Regions from separate parts of the Drosophila melanogaster genome. Here region 1 is linked to region 2. The links are chromatin contacts, called in public Hi-C maps. All regions are on one chromosome and are shown on one strand. The core of a region is the stretch at or near the end of the contact, and the rest is flanking DNA. Distances in the headings are between cores, read along the strand shown.

Region 1 (3,029 bases), core at 402-2,901, 2.1 Mb after region 2:
TGTATGTGTACACATCTAGATCAATTTTTCAACCTATTCGATTAAGGATCAACTTTGTTTCCTTTTTTTTTATGAACCTAACATAGTTAAGAACTAAGTTACAGATGTTCGCATATTGTTGTTATTATATTCTTTCCCTATCAACATCTTTGATACCAATAATGCTGGTCCTATTTTAATTTTCTAATATCTACTAGCATTTTCTCCCAGTGCAGCGATGTGTAACCGTGCGTTCTTACCTTCTTTTCCTCGATCATCGGATTGTTGGGCTCCCCGAAGACGGTGGCCTCCAGTTGGTAGTTGACAATCAGCGCCTTATCCGTGGGATGCGGTTCAATGGATCCGCCTTTCCACCTCCTTCGTTGTTTGTTTGTTTGTTGTTGTCGTTGCATTTGTTTTGGATTGAGAGCGAGACAAATTGTTGGATCAATCATAAATTATGCGGTTCAATGCGTAATGAGGTAATAGATTTTTCAATCCAATTCTTTTTTTGAGCCTGGCTTAACTTGTGCTTTTGTTTTAATAAAACGAACAAAAAAGTTAAGAACCCAACGAATAACGAATAACGATTAACGGTTGCAAATAACAAAAAACAAAAGGAGGAAGCGTGAACGCAAAGTGGAAAATCAATAGAGAGCGCCAGGTGATTGTGGCTCTCTTTCTGACGCATGACGAGTGCTTTAGCTATTTCTTTTGTTCTTCGGCCACTTGTACACCCACACATGAAAACAAACAAACACACACACGCACGCACGCACGATCTAATCCCATACATACGCACTTTTTTATAAACTTGGCGTCATCGTTTGTTTGCATTGCAGTTGTTGTTGCTGCTGCTGTCGGAGAGCGACTAGAATTTGTCAAATTGTTTATGGAAAGCACAGGCTCCTCTTCGGTGGGTGGCGGATGCGGGGGGTGGCGGTTTTGGTGGCGCGGAGTGGGGCTCCTTTGCAGCTGCTGCTCTCTTTGCGCTCTCTTCTGCTCGCACAGATCGCCGGCAATCGCATTTATTATGTAATAGACGTAGTGAATCACAATTGGCAGCAGCACCAGGCCCGAGATTATTTGGAAAATTAATAACAAAACAAATTGCATGCGATTGCAATGCGACTTCCGATTTAATGTCGATAAGTGCTAGTGCTGGCACAACTGTCTGCTCACTGGCGGTACTATCGATGGTGCCACGGCACCCGGCAATTACCGATAGCACTCAATCGATACAAACCAATAAGCGAATGTTCAAATTCAAGTTGGCGGTTGTATTCTAATTGGGAACTTGCCATTCATAATATGCAGTATACTAACAACTTTGTTTTTCCTCGAACTTCCTTGACCGGCTAGAAACAGGTGTGATTAGCCAAGAGAGCATCACTGTTCTGTTCTGGGTGCCAAGAACCAAAGTCTGGCAACGACTGCAGCCAGAACAGCTGGGCCGGCGTTGCCAGGTGCAAAGAACGTAGATGAGCAACAGAAAAGCAAACGAAATGGAATGAAGGAACAACAATAAAAGAATCGCTACTTTGTAGTATTATTAACCAAAAAAAAGCGCGGCGCGATCACAATGTTTCTGACTGCGAACGGTGTCGGTTGTCTCTACTGCGTGTGAGCCGAGTGGAGCGCAGCGCCGCGAATTGTTTACATTGTGCTAGGAAAATCACAACAAACAAACCAGCAAACAGTCTCGACTGACAATAACAATAACAATAGCAAATAACATGCAAATAAAATGCATTTCAAGCCGCGCAAATACTAAATACTGATTCAAATGAAACGCACTATACGATGACCATTTAAAAGAATCGCCAAGCAGGAGGAAGCGAAAAGAATTCGAAAAGCGCAAAGCGAGCCGAAGAAAGTGTACAAAATCAGGCCAAACCGATTTGTTTTTTTTTTTTTTTTTTTTGTTCTGTCGTATTTTCCCTTCTTTTTTCTACCGTTTTTTTTTGTGTTTTTGTTGTGGTGGGCGGTCGCTTCTCTTTTCGCGCAAGAACAACAAATGAGGTGGAGCAGCGCCTGACAATGGAATTTCTGGAGAACCTGTACAAAACGCTGCACTCCCTGTTGTGTGAGTAATATCGAATATTTGGCGCCCGATAAGGCGCACCGCTGACCTATGTACATACATACATACATAACAAATGCCCCTCCACCAACTGCATACCTTGTGATTCTAGCCTCCTACATCGATCTGGACTATTCGCTATGGCTATATCGCTTCCTCACCCCCCTGATTGTCACCTTTCTGCTGCCGCTGGTCTTCGTGGCCCTCATCTACATTTCGTTCCTGGTGCTATTCATCTACAAGCTGCACAGGTAAGCGAAATGGAAATGTTGGAAAGCTGCGTATAAGTTGGGTGGGAAATTGGAATTACAACAATTACAGTGTGCTTCGCGGGCTCAATTGCAACTGTTAATGAACTCTCTCATGCTGATCGCGCACTTTTGGAGCCAAGTTTCCCCCACTCACCCTTACCACGCACCCCTTCCCCCTTTGGCCGGCGTCTTCCGTCCCGCTCTGCACCTGTAATTAAAAGGGAACATAAAAAGAGATGGCGTTGTAAGGAAGGGGCGTAGAGTGGGAGAGAGTTGGGCAGCCAGTGTTGCCAACAAAAAAAGCTAGATAAAACAAAGCACGGGAATACAGTGGACACTCTATAAGGCAAACAGAAAACGTAATATAGTCCAATAAACTTAGTTTTCACTGTTTTTAAGGGAACTTATGATGCAGCTGTTTCCCAAAACGCTGAAATTAACATTTTGACAAACCGTGAATATGTGTTGAATCATCGAAATTATGGGCATTAAAAAAAGTGCTCAGCAATAATTGATCGTTTTCTGCAAATTAAGTAAATTAATACGATAAGCATAATCTACATGTGTTTCTAGCTCGAAAAAGTTTTTGAAACTAAAGCAATTACTTGAGTTCTTAGATTTCAGTTGTAAAAACTGCTGTTATCGATCTAAAAAAAAGGATTGATATGTGTACCAGATAGTAATATATTTGAATTATATTCATCTAGATAGTATAT
Region 2 (3,203 bases), core at 367-2,866:
TTTCCTCGGCGGCGCGGCTGGGCGTTAGATTCCACTCTTGCAGTCGTTGCGGCAGAACCTGAGAGTGTAAAGGACTTTGGTGTTTAATTGTCATAGTCTGGCCAAAAAATGAAACTAACCTGGAAGATGCGTTTTGTGGCCAGATTGAAGCCACACTTATCGCTGCAGTACTTGCTCTGCGGTCTCGCATGGGAGCAGCAATTGGGTCCGTAGCACTGCCGGATGCCTTGTAGCTCCGGATTGAGGAATATCTCCGGACTGGCCGCCCGCGGGCCCACTTGGACATTGCGACTCTTGGGTGCCGCCTTTTCCCGCTTCCTACTTGGGCCGGCTTGAGTTGCCTGCGACTCCTTTAAGACCGTCGCCGCCTGGACAACGCAGGTGCGGAATATGCAGCGCGGCTTGTGGCCCACGCGAACGCGGCACGCGTCGCACTGGTTGCAATTGGGACGCCGGCATCCCTCACAGGTACCACAACGTTTGCCCATCTTTGGTTCTCGGGCGCTGCTGTTTTTGCGCTTCGCTGCCGCAGTGGTCGGTGGCGGCGCTTGCTGGCTGGTTGTTGCGGACGCCACCGGTGCAGCAGCAGGCGCAGCTCCCGATGGACCTACGCCCGGGGCATTGAGACTTGTAGAGGCGGCGTTCGATGCGGCTGCCCGTTCGGTGGCCACCAGGCGGAATATGGTTTGTAGTTCGGGATTCTCCTTTTTGCAGCGCCGGCAGTAGTACTGTTTGATGTGTTTAGCCTCCTTCTCGGTGATCCCTATACAGTCGCCGTGGTACCACTCCTCGCAACCATCGCAGCCTCTGGAAAGCGAAGGGTACAAGTAGTTAGCCGGGATCTAGCCCTTTAAGGCCATTCAACTCACATCATGAACCTGGAGCAGTCGGAGGAGCGGCATATGCAGTACGCTTGGTCTTCCTGCTTTAGAATGGTGGCTATCTTGGACTTGCGCTCAGGCAAATCAAATTCCCGTGCGATCTCCCGCCTGATTTCCTCTTTCTGTTTGGAAACCTCCTTTGTAGTTAAAAATATGATTGCCGTGCAGCGGGTGAAACTTACGGTCTTCTTATATTTGCGCTTGTCCGTCATCTCGCAGCAATCTTTCCGACAACAAATCCAGTCCAAATCCAAATCCGTCAATTAAGTTTCATGGAATTTTTTTTTGCGATGGAGATGGTGAATGAAAGGATATCGATAGCCTACTAATAATGTATTGCAGACAATCGATAGGTTCTGGCCTAATAAAATATATAATATTTAGCATAAAACTACGTTGTAGATTTTAATTGATGTATGACTATACAATAAAAACAATTTTAGGTATTTATTGTAAGCTGTGTATAAATATAAAATGCTTCGTAACACTTATATCGAGAGAACTAATTCCATAGTCTTAATAACAAACGATAGTGTGTTCGAGATCTATGAGATTAAATAGAGTTCTTGAAAGAGAAACAACGTGAATATAAAACCTACAAAAGATTGTTACTTTATATATACCTAATTTTTATTTTTCGATAATCTTTAAGATTTTGCCGCGGCCCAGTATTTTCGAAGTTTCGTAAAATTAAACATCGATAGAAAAATTAAGCATCGAATTACCACTGACATTGTCGGCTTTTTCTCACCTCTAATAACCGCGCGGTTTTTTCTTTGTATTTCGTTACCATTTTTTCTCAACTGAACTGAATTGAATGTGAATAGTCTGCAATTATGGCGGCCCTGAGCAACCTAAAACAGTGTCCGCCGTTCTCCACGCTGCCGGATCTGGCGCTGCGGCACAATCACATCCCAGAGCTGGAACGCTATCCGCAGATAAACCTGAACAGCGAACTTCTGGCCAATCCGGCTGGTCAGCGGTACTACGGCGGACAGAGCTTCGTATCTGTGAATGAGGGTGTCCTAAAGCGCATAGCTCGCAGCTTCTTTAATGGCGGATTCTGGAAGACGCTGGAGGAGGCACGCAGCCCAGAGACCAGGGAGCAGGCGCCGCTTATTGCCCAGGCGGGTGATTTAATCGCACAATTTCTGGGCCTGGCCACCGGCCTGAGGATCCTCCCGCACACCCAGCAGCTTAGTGCAGAGCGTATTGCTCAGTTCGTGGAGACCAGGTGGGTGGGGCGCAGCCAACTGACCAATAATACCTAAACCTTACTGTCCCATTCATTCAGGGATTGGCTCAACAGCGATGTGCGCTATCTTGCCTGGAATCAGCACTTCTTTTGCTTAGCCGTAGCCGGTGTAGACGATGTGGTGCGCATCTACACAAAGAGTTCCAGTGCGACCACTGCCACTGTTTTAAAGAGTCCATCCCAAACGCAGATCACCTGCATGGCGTGGCGTCCACTCTGCGCTTCCGAGATCGTGATAGGTTGTCGGCAGGGTCTGTGTTTCTGGGAAGTGGACAGCACTTTGCATTTGGGACGCACAAATGCACCCAGCGAGATTTTTAAATAGTCAGTATAGAAAATTTATCGTTAGTTGGTAAATACATAACTTATTTTCCCTTTTAGCCCAAACAATCTGCCAATAACCTCGATGCAGTGGAACAAGGATGGCACCCAGTTGGCCACCGCCTCAATAGGAGATCGTTCCATTATTATCTGGCAGCCGGACACCGGAATGATGCAGCCACTCAAGCGTTTGGGTCCGCCGGGCTCGCTGCTGAAGTGGTCGCCGGATAATGACTGGCTGTTCGCAGCCACCGTGGATCGGGTGTTCCGCGTGTGGAACTGCCACCAGCAATGGACCACCGAGCGATGGGTGTGCGGTCCCGGAGGCTATGTCCAAACAGCCTGTTGGTCGCCCTGCGGTCGCTTCCTGCTCTTCGTCAGCAGTGCCGAACCGATTCTCTACCGCCTGCAGTTCGTGCAACAGAGTCTGCTATCCTGTAAGTACGAAAGCTTTGAGTACGTATTCAGGGCAGTCTGCTCCCAGTGTCTGAACTGAAACGGTGGTCAGATACAAGGGTGCGATTTGGGGCTGCCCCAGATCAAAGCAGTCAGTAACAGGTTGGCGGCTGTTGCAGCTTACAGACCGCCTGTATAATGCTGACTACAAAAACAAAAACCGGTACCAATGTACTAGTTGATATTTAACATATTCCGTTTTTGTATCTCCTTGCAGCTTCGGCGGATGAGAAGGAAATCCTGCCCATTGCAGATCTAAATGCTTGTAGCATTGATGCGAATCGCACGCT

Evidence for each region. Hi-C and Micro-C count contacts between places; a contact is called where the count stands out from the background.
Region 1: a Hi-C map of the Kc167 cell line shows a contact between it and region 2, with 2.8 times the contacts expected there. The contact joins the promoter of Kap3 here to the promoter of Aladin in region 2. A contact is called at or near these places in 2 of 107 Hi-C or Micro-C datasets (the Kc167 cell line and the S2 cell line).

What each region holds. Positions count from the first base shown.
Region 1 is chrX:11,338,433-11,341,461 of dm6, forward strand. It overlaps Kap3 (Kinesin associated protein 3), which reads right to left and starts at 1,652. Exons shown (of 10, transcript NM_001103480.2): 1 at 1,306-1,652; 2 at 782-978; 3 at 240-357. The coding sequence starts at 816. It overlaps CG34348, which reads left to right and starts at 1,441. Exons shown (of 4, transcript NM_001103484.3): 1 at 1,441-2,065; 2 at 2,175-2,313. The coding sequence starts at 2,020.
Region 2 is chrX:9,271,797-9,274,999 of dm6, forward strand. Aladin (aladin,) reads left to right here and starts at 1,617. Exons shown (of 4, transcript NM_001298120.1): 1 at 1,617-2,115; 2 at 2,176-2,460; 3 at 2,518-2,894; 4 at 3,131-3,203. The coding sequence starts at 1,718. Cfp1 (CXXC finger protein 1) reads right to left here and starts at 1,164. Exons shown (of 3, transcript NM_132328.3): 1 at 870-1,164; 2 at 120-807; 3 at 1-58. The coding sequence starts at 1,093. snoRNA:CG16892-a (a small nucleolar RNA gene) reads left to right here and starts at 2,918; the gene lies at 2,918-3,066.